Linked DNA regions of Mus musculus: all the other regions are linked to region 3. The links are chromatin contacts, called in public promoter capture Hi-C maps. All regions are on one chromosome and are shown on one strand. Each heading gives the region's core, a stretch centred on a gene start, on an enhancer-like site or on the middle of the called end of the contact. The rest is flanking DNA. Distances are from core to core; before and after follow the strand shown. Region 1 holds the start of Arfgap3 (ADP-ribosylation factor GTPase activating protein 3). Region 2 holds the start of Tnfrsf13c (tumor necrosis factor receptor superfamily, member 13c). Region 3 holds the start of Cyp2d26 (cytochrome P450, family 2, subfamily d, polypeptide 26).

What was found. Promoter capture Hi-C pulls out the DNA fragments that hold promoters and counts their contacts. Capture Hi-C pulls out chosen DNA fragments and counts their contacts.
Region 1: a contact with region 3 is called in a promoter capture Hi-C map of adipose tissue, with 2.6 times the contacts expected there. The contact joins the promoter of Arfgap3 here to the promoter of Cyp2d26 in region 3. A contact is called at or near these places in 3 of 39 promoter capture datasets (liver, maxillary cranial neural crest and neural stem cells), 1 of 115 datasets of contacts at active chromatin or transcription factors (intestinal villus epithelium) and 2 of 9 other capture datasets (adipose tissue and embryonic stem cells).
Region 2: a promoter capture Hi-C map of liver shows a contact between it and region 3, with 2.5 times the contacts expected there. The contact joins the promoter of Tnfrsf13c here to the promoter of Cyp2d26 in region 3. A contact is called at or near these places in 2 of 39 promoter capture datasets (both in liver).

What each region holds. Positions count from the first base shown.
Region 1 is chr15:83,348,440-83,352,977 of GRCm38.p6, forward strand. Arfgap3 (ADP-ribosylation factor GTPase activating protein 3) reads right to left here and starts at 1,808. Exons shown (of 16, transcript NM_001357756.1): 1 at 1,642-1,808. The coding sequence starts at 1,710.
Region 2 is chr15:82,222,656-82,227,156 of GRCm38.p6, forward strand. Tnfrsf13c (tumor necrosis factor receptor superfamily, member 13c) reads right to left here and starts at 1,725. Exons shown (of 3, transcript NM_028075.3): 1 at 1,513-1,725; 2 at 1,064-1,267; 3 at 1-621. The coding sequence starts at 1,657. The coding sequence ends at 443.
Region 3 is chr15:82,791,512-82,795,800 of GRCm38.p6, forward strand. It overlaps Cyp2d26 (cytochrome P450, family 2, subfamily d, polypeptide 26), which reads right to left and starts at 2,734. Exons shown (of 9, transcript NM_029562.2): 1 at 2,474-2,734; 2 at 1,615-1,786; 3 at 1,197-1,349; 4 at 958-1,118; 5 at 147-323. The coding sequence starts at 2,662.

The DNA.
Region 1 (4,538 bases), core at 558-3,057, 560 kb after region 3:
TTGTTGCTTCTTGCTTTTTTGTTTTGTTATTTAGCAGTGGCCTTTTTGATACATTCGAAGGGAATACACACTGGCGTGCAACTCAGAGAAAGTGGCAGCATACGCACTTTCCCAGCCTGCCAGCTGGAGATCCAACCTTGTGTGGTAAGAAGCAAGTCCTTGCTACACACAGATCAATCTAAATCTGAAAAAAATAAACAAAAAACAAGAAACCAGCAAGTGACAGACACTGGACAATGCAGTGGCTGGAAGCCAGCTCTTCTTCCTTATACCCACCTGACATTATCACCCCCATTTAACCATTTCCTTCATCATAAGGCTATAAAAACCTAGGGCTCCCTTCCACCATCAAGACATTAAAAAAAAAAAAAGCCTGAATTTTGTGACATGTTGGAACTTTCTATGCCAGCCATGCAGGACTCTGTAATCACGGCTGTGCCCATTAACAGATGGTTCCTCAGAGGTGAAGGTGGCAACCAGATGGAACTTGGAGAGGGGTGGGGAGAGTCCACAGTGACACGACAGCCCTTTGCACTCCTCGGGTTCCACCCTACTCCGTCATCCTAAGGAAGTAGACACCTTAACCCTGTGTATCAAAACAACACTGCCAGCCACATGCTAAAAGTTATGAGGCCCAGTGGTTGGGGGTGGGGTCTGTGTGTGTGTGTGTGTGGGGGGGGTCACATAAGGGGAAGAAAAAAATTGTAGGGACAGACCTCAACCTACAGAGGGATGAACGTGAGTTTTAGTGAGCTTCCTCAGGAACCCAGAGAGCTGGCAACCAGGGAAGAGAACCTTAGCTCTACTGGACTGGGAAACAGGCTGCCACCGAAGGACAATGGTGACAAAAATCCAACAGGTCCCCAGCCCTGAAGAACACTCAAGACAAGGTCCATGGTGGGGGGAGAAGCCCTTCTTTCCCAGAACTTAGCACCACTTAGAGTTCTGACCCCTGGGTCTAGGTGGCTGGGATTTTTACCTTTGTTCACAGAGGCCAGAAGGAGTGAACTCTGCCTCACCAGCCTTCTCAGAGCCCAGCTACACACTTCCAACATCTGTTTCCTCCACCCTACCATGTCTGTGCTTCTGGGTCAAGGTGCTCTGTTCTCCAGACCCCTAGACACCCCTAGATGCTATGAACTAGCCTTCTCTCTAAGCCCCCAGGTAGTCTGGCGTCTGGGTAACCTGGACACTCCTAGAGGTCCATACCCCAGTCCTCTCTCTGCCATGAAATGCACTGGTCTCCTGTTCCAGATGTCCATGCCCCAGTCTTCTGTCTATCCCCAGGTGTTCTGGCCTCTGGTGGCGGACACCCCAACTGTCCATGTCCCAGCCCCCCCTGTGACCCCAGACGCTCTGCCCTAGGATGCTAGACATCCCAGATGTCCATGCCCCAGTCCTGTGACCCCAGGCTCTCTGCCTTTTAGTCCTGGACATCCTCCGGATGCCCATGTCCCTGTGCCCCAGGCGCTAAGCCCCTGGTGGGCGCCCCCTTTTCCTCCCCTTGCTGACGAAGGTTGGGGAGCGGCGGCTGCCAGGCCCACAGTGCGACGTGTCACAGGCCGGGCGGCTCCTCCCACGGCCGCGGCCACACCGGGGTCCGGCGGGCCGCGGGGTCCCAAGCCCGCCTGCGGCCGTTACCTTGTTAGTGGGCACCGAGCGCAGGCGCTTGAAGATGGCCAGGATGTCCTGCTTGCTGGGGTCCCCCATAGTCACTGAGAACTGAGGTGAAGCAGTCCCCGACAACCGGGAAGAGACAAGGAGTAGCGGTTGCCGCCTCCCGGAGACCGAGGGGCGGGGCTGCGCGTGACGACAAGCCCCGCCCCTGCCGCGCCCAGGCTCCGCCCACAAGCGGGCGCACGCGCCGTTCTCCTTCACTCGGTGAGGTCCCTCGGCGCCACTGGTTTCTCCGGGTTCCAATTTCGAAGTCGGGCGCGGCAGGCGCATGCGCGGACGCTCGGACAACTCCCACCCCTCCGCAAACCTTCCCCAGATCTCAGCGTTAGTTAGGGTCCTGCAGTGTGGGATAGGAACCCCAGGCTTTGCGCAGGGAGCATCGGGCTTACCCACCGGACTCACCAGCATACCGTTGCCGGCCCGTGGCCAGTCTCACACCTATCCCTCAGGATGGGAGAGCCAGCAGGTCTCATCCTCATGGATCCTGCATAGTAGTAGTGTGTGTTTGTACTCTTTCTCAGCTAAAGTCAAGCCCTGAGTGATAACCTACAGGAAACTGCTGTCCCATTTTTCTCTCTCCCATCTGGGAAACCCAGGCTGGCCTAGAGCACACTGTGTAGTCCAAGGCTGGACTTGAACTGGAGATATTCCTGTTTTAGCGTCTTGCTGCTCAGATTACAGGTCTGCACCAAGCCATACTGGCTTGATAATCTTGTAATTATAAAGTCTGTTCTGTTCACGGAGAGAGAGTGCTTGCCTGTAGGCAACAAGTTCTATCAGGGTCAGAACTGAGAAGTCTAGAAAGACCAGAAACAAGTCTGTGTTTAGTGCTTGGGGCTCCAGTTAAACCTTGGATAATATTAGTAGCTGGAAGGTTTGAGCTTGGGAGCAGGTGCCTCTTTTACAGCGGTCAGGGTGGAGCAGCTGGCAAACATGACCTTAGGTAGAGCATAATAGAAGAAAAACAGGTTTTGGTATCAAGTGCTAAGCCCCAGCTTCTGTCCCAGTTCAACTGGTTGCTTCCCAGCAGGGCTGCTGTAGGCACTTCCTAGCATTCACCTGTATGAAGGAGTTGGAGATGAAATATGTTGACCAGAGCAGCACTGCAGCTTCAGGGATGTTCTGAAAACGGTCTTGGTGTCAAGTTGGGACCTCATATAGGCTGTACAAGGACAGGAACTGGCACAAGACACACAAAGTTCTCAGCAGAGTGACAAAAGGGCAGGGAATAAGAGACAAAGACAGGAGATAGAGCAAGAGGAAGAAGTGAAAAGGAGGGAGAGGGGGACGGGTTATTTGCTCCAGAGGGACAAAGGACTGCTTCTGGATAGAGAAGAGACAGCCTTGGCGTATTGGCAAATGGCAGTTCATAAAGGTAAAAGAAGAAACCCCTTTAGGATAAGTTTATTTTATGGGGCATGCTAATTAGGTGAACCAAGGTAGGGGGTGGATTTTGATAGCTGGACCTTAGTATGTTAGCCTCAGGAAGTGGACAAATAGCGTAACAAACCTTGGTGGCTAGCTTTAGGAATGTAATCTAACGGTTCTTAGCAAGGAGAAAAAAAGAGGAAAGGCAAGGCCCGCCAGTGCCATGTTTGCCATCTCAGGCCTGGTAGATGCCTCAGGCTGTGTATTCATCAACCCAGAGCTGGGCCTTTTCCAAGGTTAGGAAATGTGCAGTCTTTAGGAACAGCATGTTGCTGCTGCAGACAACCCTCACCATTTGAATGATCTTCCTATCTTCGTTCAAAAAAAAATATATATATATATATGGATAGTTCATAGGAGTTAGGAAAACAGCTATACTGGTATAGTGATGTAACCTTTCTAATCTCTGGATTTGGGAAGTAGAAGCAGGAGGCTCAGGAATTCAAGGTCATCTTTGGTTACATAGTGAATTTAAGGCAGGCCTGAAGTACATAAGACCCTAGATAATTTTTTTTAAGGAAACCCTGACCCCCACCCTGTCTGCTGTTTAGGCTGGGATTGAAATGTGATGGATCCAAGGAAGTATCAGGATCAGAAACTAAAGCACCAGGCCACTTTGCCAGCTGTACACACGGTGCTGTTGAAGGGTCTCCATCTGTGACTCGGCCAGCCTCACTGAATGTTTAGGTTGTAGCTCTGATACCCTCCAACCCTTATCTGTCGGCTTTGCAAGTTTCATGGGGAAAATGCCTTAAAAGGCACTTTCACATTCACTTTGACTTGAAAAGGAAAAAGGATCATATCTGATGCATATGCCACAAACCTCATACATATTTATAAAATGCTTAAAAAACTCCAATGGAAGCCATTGTGCCTATACCCACAGCAGCACAGCCCACTTCAGTCTGTCTGGAGAGCTTGCTTTGACTACGTTGCTCAGTAAACTTCTGCTGAAATTGTTTCCTTCAGTTGAATTCTTCCCAGAACTGAACAGAGGGCTGAAGAGAGGACTCAGGTTAAACTCTCAGCAGCTCACAACTGTCTAAGTCCAGCACCAGAGGATATAACACCCTCACACAGACATATACATACATGCAGGCAAAACACCAAGGCACATGAAATAAAAAAATTTTTTTAAAGAAAAAAATGTTATTAAAAAATGAGCAGAAAGCTCCAGTTGGTAAATTTCATCCAATTAAGACTAATCCCAGCTTTGGCAGTAGAGAGATGACTCAGTGGTATTGCTCTCACAAAGGACTGGAGTTCAGTTCACAGCACCCCAGAAGACTCTAGCTTTAGGGGATCCAACACCCTTTTCTGGACTCCTGAGACACTTTCACTGGTACACAAATACATGTGCATGCATGCATGCACGCACACACACACACACACACACACACACACACACACACACGCACACACACAAATTTTAA
Region 2 (4,501 bases), core at 475-2,974, 570 kb before region 3:
GAGGCAAGGATGTTCCAGGGGCTGGAGTGACAGGTGGTCTTAAGCTGCCAGATCTGAGTTCCGGGAAGCTGAACAACTGGAGTCCTCGGCTAGAACAGCACACAAACCGAACTGCTGAGCCATACCTCCAGCCCAGTAATCCAAAATTTTTAGAACGAGATTAAGTTTCCAGTCTCCGACTCACTACAGAGATTAAATATGCAACCCTCAAGTCTATCCAACCATCTGAAGGCACACAGGCTTAAAAACCATCTCAGAAATGGAACGTTCTCAAGTCAAGAGCTAACACAAAAGCAATCTCATGTGGCCTGTAGTGTCTGGTTCTGCCGGGTTCGCCCCCCAGGCAAAGGACTCCGTCACTGAAGGGCCAAGTTCTTTCCCAAGCTGTTGGGTGAAGTCCACAAGCCCAGTAGAGATCCCTGGGTTCCAGCCTCCACTGCTGCTATTGCTCTGGGCCAGCTGTCTTGGTGGTCACCAGCTCGGTGGAGCCCAGTTCTGTGGCGGGCACCGGGACGCTGTGGCGTGGCAGGGCGCTGTCTGCATCTTCTTTGAGCGGAGGCCAGGTAGGAGCTGAGGCATGAGGGGTTTCTGAGGAGGGTACAAAGACATTTTCCAGGGACTCTGGGGTGGGAGAGGGAGCAGGTAAGATAAGGCAGGAAGGACGGAATCACAGCCCCCCCCCCCCACGCCCGTTCTAGAAGCCTCCTCTGGGACGGCCCTAGGAGGAGGACGGGGAACAGCACGTGACAGGTCTTCAACACAGGAAGTGCTGAGTTCAGAGACTTGATAAGATGAGGTGAGGGAGAGGGGTGTCTGGTCAGCCCACAGGGCATAACCTAGCATCAGGCCCTTGGGCTCCCAAATGTCAGGGCAGACACCTCCGTCCCAAACATCTCTTTTTGGCCTCTGGGTCTTCTTGCTTGGATTAAGGCTTGGGCTGTACTGTCCTCCCTGCTTTATGACAGCATCAGAGTCAACTCCAGGTCTCCCTCAGTCCTGTGTCGTCCCCCCCCCAACCCCCCCAACCCCCCCCCCAACCTCCCCTAGCCCCGGCAGTTCTCACCTTGCTGGACTCCTTCTGAAGTGTCTGGGGAGGCCGTCCTGAGCTGTTGACGCCACCTCCAGCTCACCAGACTCACTAGACCCACCAGGGTCAGCGCCAGTATCAGTCCCAGGAGTGCGGGGGCACCGACGAGCAGCGCCACGTCGGGTCTCAGCGCGGAGCCCTCCTGAGGCTGCAGAGCTGTCCCAGGCTCCAGGCTGCTTGCTGTTGGCAGAGCGGATAAGGGGATGTGGGGATGAGGGGGATAAAGGGATGGGGGAGGGGGAGACGGAGAGGGACGGGGGAGGGGGAGGGGGAGGAGGAGGGAAAGAGAGATGGGGAGGGGGGAGGGAGAGACTAACAGTGAGGGATGTGGGAGACCATTGGCTCCAGGGTCAGCAGAGGAGCATGCGGCGCTGGTAGGCTGGATACCTCAGGCAGGTCGCGCCTATCCCCATGCCTTTGCTTACTATGTCCAGTGTCCGGCGTGTGGAAGAGCTCACAGGACACGCAGTTTCTCACCAGAGGGTCGAAGCACTCGGTCTGATTGCACTGGGTGGGCACCGAGCTGTCCCGGCTCCTCTGGCTTCGGACCCGGAGTCTCCTGGCGCCCATGTCGCCGCCTCATGCAGCTGGGACAGTTCCGAGTCTGGGCTGTGTGCCCTGTAGTCTAGAATGAAACCGCGACGCAGCATCCTCCGCCCCGCCCTTGCCTGCTGGGGTGGGACCACTGGGGTGGAGCTGCGACCTCGCCTGGAACCCCAGACCTCTTTCACCTGTGGTTCCTGCATTAAACCACTCAACTGTCACCGCAGACGACAGACAGCTGAGCATCATCTGCGCTGGGGGTCACACTGGAGCCTGCTCTTGGACAGCAGAGGGACCCTGTAGCCGCCTACCTTTTCCAGCCCCCTGCTGCTGTGCCTCACCAAGACCAATTGTTTCCACTAACCATCTGCCTCCAAGTCCCTCCTGCTTCCTGCTCTGCCCTTCCCAGGGTTGAGACATCAGATCATCTTGAGTGGCCCATGGGAATGCCCACAGGGGTGCTGGAGGGACACCGATAAATAAAAGACTTCCTAATCTCACTGCCCTCTCTAATCTTCCATATCCATGCCCTCTGCCCTGCCCTACCTCCTGGGCAGAGTCCCCTTTGAGAGTAATGGGGACAGATTGCCAGTCATCCTGGACTCCACGGGAGTGGGTAGGCACGGGGTCTGGCCTGAGGTCCACCAGTGCCAGTCAGCACCAACCATAACAGGAAGGTTCGATTGAGAAAATGACATGGTGTTGGTAGAGAGGTAAAGACTAGTGGCCAGTGTAGGGTAGAACGTGAGCAAAAGCCCGGTGCCTTAAATGGGGAGGCTAAGTTGTGCTCAGACCTGTGGGGCAGGCTGGACCAGCAGAAAACTTGGACTCTGGTCGCAGGGTGCTGGAGAGCCACACTAGCTTTCAGCAAGCAGAGCCCTGGGAAGACCTGAGGATTAGCAAGGGACCTCCCTGTCCCTGCAGGTCCTTTCTTAGATCATAAGCTTGTTCACATCTGTGCCTGTTGTATCAGGCTCTGCCCCCCCCCCCCCAAACCTCCATGTTCTCTCCCACTTGTCTCTCTCATCAGCGTCTCTCAGACCCAGCCCCAGTCACAGTCACACAAACAAGCTCTCTGGGGGTCTTGGGATATGTGCAGCCCCCTCCCCAGGGGTCATGGCCTGGGAAATGCCAGAGGGAGCTGCCAGCTAGGAGCTGGGGCCTGGAGTTCCCTGGTGGGCCTCAAGGTGGGCCATATAGACCTCTGAGCCCTCAGGGCTAGGGGCTTAGAGATATCTTTAGCAGCTGCAAGGGGCAGGGAAACATGCCCTCCAGGCCACACATACTGGAAACCAACCAACGTGGCCACTGCTTGAGGAGTGCTGAGAGAAAGGTGAGAGCGGCGTTGCTAGGGATAGATGGATGGGGTCCAGCTGGAGTGGAGGCCTGGTGGTGAGGAGACCTCTTGTGTTTTGAGTGTGTGTCTCTCTCTGCCTTGTGCTTTAGTGGGATGTCAGATGGAGACTGGATGGAGAGGCAAGGAGGCTGGTGCTTTAGTCCAGTTCTGGGGATGATGCAGGACTGACCACGGAGTGAGGGGATCAAAGTTGTTAAGAGGAGATGGAGACGCTGAGTGAGGACCACCACAGAAATGGGCTTCTAGGGGTTCTGGCCCATTGCCTGTCCACCCCCTTGCCTATGGACCAGCAACTCCACAGCAGGAAGGTGTAGGCGTCAGCGTAGCTGCAAAGGAGAAGTGGGTCTGGGAGGGTGGGTGTGGGTGTGAGTGTGGGTGTATGGGGATGTGGGGGGAGGGAAAGGGTATGGAGAGGAGCCAGGGCAGGGACAGCCCTTCTCATAGGACAGAGGCATGAAGGTAAAGACCAGACACTTTGCAGCAACCTTCTGCCCTCACCCACCTCTATCACTACTGGGCCGCTGTTACTTATCACTGTTAGGGCCATGGAGCCTTGCTTATGTGCCAGGCATCCTAGCTTTGGTGTCCGACACTGGAGCTGAGCAGACTGAGGCTTACAGGAATTCAGGGCTAGGATAATGCACATGGACCACACCAAAGAAGCCAGCCTGCAAGCAGGACTTACTTTCCTACAGGATGAAGATCATTGGCTGCTCCAGCTCCTGCAGCAGACAGGGCTCATCTCGGGGCATCAAGCAAGAGGGCTGGAACTCCCAGTCACAATTACAAAGCCCTTCACCTCAGCCAGAGAGGGAGTTTTGACATCTGGAAGGACAGAAGCAAAATTAGTCACTTGACACAAATATTTGTCTGTCAGGCATTTCCTAGGGGTCCCATTGAGACAGGTGCCAGACTAAGCCGGGGGTGGGGGTGGGGTGGGGTGTGTGCGTGTGTGTGTGTGTGTGTGTGTGTGTGTGTGTGTGTGGGGACAGGACAGCAAAAGGCCTGTGGGATTCATGTCTGTGGTGTGTCCAGGTGCCTGACCTCAGCTAGGTATTTTCACTTGAACCTCTGTCTGCAGTGGGGGTGGGGCAGAGGTTGTGGTGGTCCTTGAATCTCTGCTTGGATGGTTTCCTCTCATGGTTAAGAAGAGAGATTTGCGAGGCCAGCCTGGGTTAAACCCTGTCTTGAAACCCCCCCCCAAAGGAAGAAGAGAGATTTGGGGACTAATGCTATCAGTTGGTAGAACATTTGTCTAGCATGCACAAAGCTCTGGGTTCTGGCCCCAGCACTGCATGCGCTAGGAACCTAGGGAGGTGGGGGGGGGGGGCAGAAGTTCAAGGCTATCCTTTGGCGGCATAAGGGGCTTGAGGAGTCCATCCTGACCTACATAAGACCCAGAGATCAAGAGAGAACAAGACCAGGAGGGGAAGAGAAGGGGATGGGGAGAAAGAGCTCACGGATGCAGGAAATGTTAGGCTAAACCTTCAATGTATTTTCTTTCTTCCTTTCTT
Region 3 (4,289 bases), core at 1,484-3,983:
GTCATCCCACAGTGGCCTCCCATTGTTCCCCGGAAACCCAGGGGCTGAGTCACTTGGTGATGCACAGGACTCTACCCATCTGGCATCACAGCTCACAGGACCTCAGTGCACAGCCCCTGGCCAGACTTCTTGGAGCTGCCATTCACCTTCTCCACCTCAGCCAGGAAGGCATCAGTCAAATCTCGGGGTGGCTGTGCAGGATCCCAGGTCGAGTCGTGCTCAATTAACATCTTATTCACTAAGGCTATGAATGAATTCAGCTTGGGGAAGGCTTTATCAGGCAAACCAGGGATGTGTAGTAGCATTGGGATGGCATTCAGCACCTGTGAAAGAAACAAAACAGGTCCAGTTGCTTTTCTTTCTAATTAAGAATTCATAATTTTGTGTGCCAGTGTGTGTGCACATGCATGTACACACATGTGCTTGCCTGTATATAGTGACTCATGTTTTGTCATTAGAGAACAACTTATAGAGTAAGTTTTATCCCTTATATGGGACTCAGGAATCCAGCTCAGGGCTCCAGGCTTGCTTGGTAAGCTCATTTACCCACTGACCATCTAGCTCTTTTGCCCCCGGGGGCTGTTTCTGCTCAGTGTTTACCTGGACCAGTCACAGTTCTCAGCCTCTTCCGCAATGGACTCAGAATCTGTCCCTACCCATCACCTGCTTCTTCCCCAGTTCTAGCCTGCATGCTCTCCTGTAGCTCAGGGTGAAGAAAAGAAATACTCTACCCTTCAAATATAACAGGCTTGTGTGGTTTCCCTGCAGGCTCACCCCCTTTCTAGAGCCATTAACCTTGGTCTGCTCCTCCCCTCCACTTATCTGAGGTTTGTCAACACCCAAGCCTTTCTCCCTGCACTTGGCCATCACACCAGGCCCACCCACCCTGAATTCATACTTACTCTGATAGAATTTATAGCATAGAAGTGGCCAGGCCCACTGCCCCGAGCCACATACCTCTCCGACGAAGCCAGTGTCTTCTCCTAAGCTTTCCTTCAATGTTTTGAGCATCCTGTTGAAGAAAGGGTCTTCATACTCAAATCGACGAGCATAAATGAGGGAGGCGATCACGTTGCTCACAGCTTTACTTAGGAGGGGGCTGGGATTGAAGGGATGTTCTAGGATTGGAGATGCAAGCAAGTCATGATAGTGCTCTTCAGTCCCTGCTCACACTCTCCATCTCTAACATCACCCACCGGCCTCCTTGGTGAAAGCATCGCAGAGGTGGCCAGCCTCCTCTGTCACCCACTGCTCCAGTGATTTCTTGCCCAGGCCGAAGTCACGCAGGGTAGACACAGAAAATCGCCGCTGCTCTCGCCACTCGGGCCCGTAAGGTGCAAGGATCACACCTGCAGACATATCTGTGTGTAACTGAGGGCACCTAGCTATGTGGTCTCTTCTGTTCCCAACATTTCTCTGTGGTCAGTCTTAGCAGTCAGTGCCCAGCACTTTTCTAGCACATATTGGCACCTTGCATTCCTTAGGCTCCACCCTCCACCCCAGTGTTTTTCCCTTGCCTTGCCGGACCACATCATCTCCATTAGGTCTGTCTATCTTCTGCTCACCCCTCTCAAGCCCTACTCTCCCTGCCTTGCCCCCACTATAGAGCTTTGCCTTTTGATTTGTGCCCATAGCCTATGTGATTATAGATGGGCATTAGGGGGCGGTCAGAAGTGTCCTCTCCATAGGTCACCAGCAGTTCCCGCACTGCCTTCAGTCCGTTGACCACAACCACGGGCTTCCAGGCCATCTGTAGGCTGAACACATTGCCATAGCGGTTTTGAAGCTGAAATAGGACAGAGCACATAGGAAGTAGAGGTTTCCAGCAGAGTGGAAGATCAATACTCTTCATACAAGTCTCTGCTTCTCTCTCTCTCTCTCTCTCTCTCTCTCTCTCTCTCTCTCTCTCTCTCTCTGTGTGTGTGTGTGTGTGTGTGTGTGTGTGTGTGTGTGTGTGTCTGTGTCTGTGTCTGTGTCTGTGTCTGTGTCTGTGTCTGTGTCTGTGTCTGTGTCTGTGTCTGTACATACACATATATAGAACTTATTGAACCTTGTTCCTGACATATGCTGGGCAAATGCTCTATCACAGGCCTACATCCCTAGCCTATGGTTGGGGCACCTTGTTGCTTGGCAACCATATCTTCTCAATTTAACAAAGACCTCACAGCAAATATTATCATTCAGCTGTGACTCAGCCTGAACAAGATCCTTGGGTCCCTTCATACTCCACCATACAAGAAAAAATTCAGGTTCCTAAGATAGGCAGCGAGGCCTGAGACCACACAACAGGAAGAGACTATTACACACACACACACACACACACACACACACACACACACACTCCACTTTGTTTTCCCAACAACTCTTTTTTTCTCTTGGGGGCCATCTTCCTGTCTTTCCAGTGGCTTCAACACCTCCACGTGCTGCCTGGGTCACTCTGACTTCTTCTGTCCTCCACCACCACCTCTCTCACCTTGTAAAAGCTGTATGGTATGTTCTCGAAGTCCACCTGCAGCAGGTTTCCCAGCCCAGGGAATGGCACAGGGCCTGGTGGGTAGCAGGCAGTCCAGCGCTGGCGCCGGTGCACCAGGTCCACCAGAAGCAGGAAGATGGCTGTGAATATGACCACAGCCCATAAGTCATCTCCAACCAGCAGCCCCATGGCTGCCCTACTGCTTCCAGGCTTTTGAAGGAATACTCGTTCCAGAAACTTAGAATCAGGAAAGATCCTCTTATGATGGACTGGGAACCTGGTCCCTTATAAAGAGGGAGGAGGGGAAGGCTGCACTTTGTTCTCTGCCTTGAGCCAAGTAGCTGTGTTAATTAATGTTCAAACAGAGCCTATATGGGGGAAGGGGGTGTCAGAAAAATCAAGGGAAAGTCAACATCAGAGGTTCCTGCCCTTTCTTCTTTCCTGTGGTGCTTATCCAGGGGAGTGGCACTGATAGCTCCACAGAGAATTGCATAGTGGTTATATTGGGTTGGACACTGTAAGCACAGCGGGCACGTAGCCATGGACCCTGCCTCAGGGTGCAACGGTCATAGACTAATTTGCCACATGACCAGAGATCCGAGGGGACCGAAGACATTGTCTCAGAATGGAACAAGGCCTTTTGGAGGCTTCAGGGAACACTTGGCTAGTAGGATATGAGGTCTGACTGACACTATCAGTGGGCACTATCACTATGCAGCAATGGCCACTGAAGTGGCTTATGTGGCTAGCAGATGAGGGTGAGGGAGAGGCAGTGTAAGGAAGGAGGCTCCAGCCTGTGGAGCCTTGAGCACAGGTAGGAGGTCATTCAACTCTCAAGGAAGGCCAAATTCAAAACCTGGGGACTTCTTAGCTCTCACCCGAGAAAGCTGAAAGGCTGTCACCAACTGTCAATAGAATTCTGGGGAGGCCAGCTAGATGTCCATGTAGTTGTCACATGGGGACCACTATCTAATTTTATTCACTCTTGGCTTTTTGTTAGGTCAAGCCCTGTGCTAACAATCATCTTAAGAGGGATGGAGAGATGTCTTCCTCGTGTTACATGGGCGGTGTTTTTGAGATATTTGTGAATACTGCCAAACATGGGGGGATGGGGGGTAAGACCATCCTGGAGGCTCAAGGAGCACATTATTGTTAGGACACAAGTAACTTGCAGGTACTGCAAGACACAGCACCCGGCTATGACAGCAAGTGCCACTGTCTGGTTTTTGTGATGAGAGGCAGTGGGAAGAAGGGGGCTGCAGCTCCTGGAGTCTTGTGTTCAGCTTTGAGGTTACTTACTGGGTTGATTGGAGAGGCCAGACTCAGAACCTGGAAGCATCTTAGGTCAGATCTGAGAAAGCTGAGAAACTGTCAACAGTTGTTGAGAGTCCCAGAGGCCTGTAGGTTGGACCAAGTACTTATCACATGGTGGCCTCTGTCTCTTTTTCACCCTTGGTTTCTTGGTGGGTCAGTTGTTCCCCTGACAGTCTTCTACATGGATATAGGTAAAGCAGACCTTGTGCCAGAGGTCTGTGGGCTGGGTGGGGTAAAGGGTCCCTCCCCACACCCACACCCACACCCGTCTCGATGCATGTTCCTGCCTATTCCTTTTGGCCCTGCCCAGCTGAGTTATGGTACGGTAAGTCAGGAGCCAACACAGGTCATGGGTGGGAGATGGGAGGCAACTGAGACGCAGTTACTGAGAAGCTGAGGCAGGTAGGTTTCTTCTGGGATGACTGTGACTCTTGAGTGTCACCTTTGGAAAGCTTAGTTGGGGCAAAGCTTGGCCAGAGGTTGGCTAGTGTTGGTTACCCTT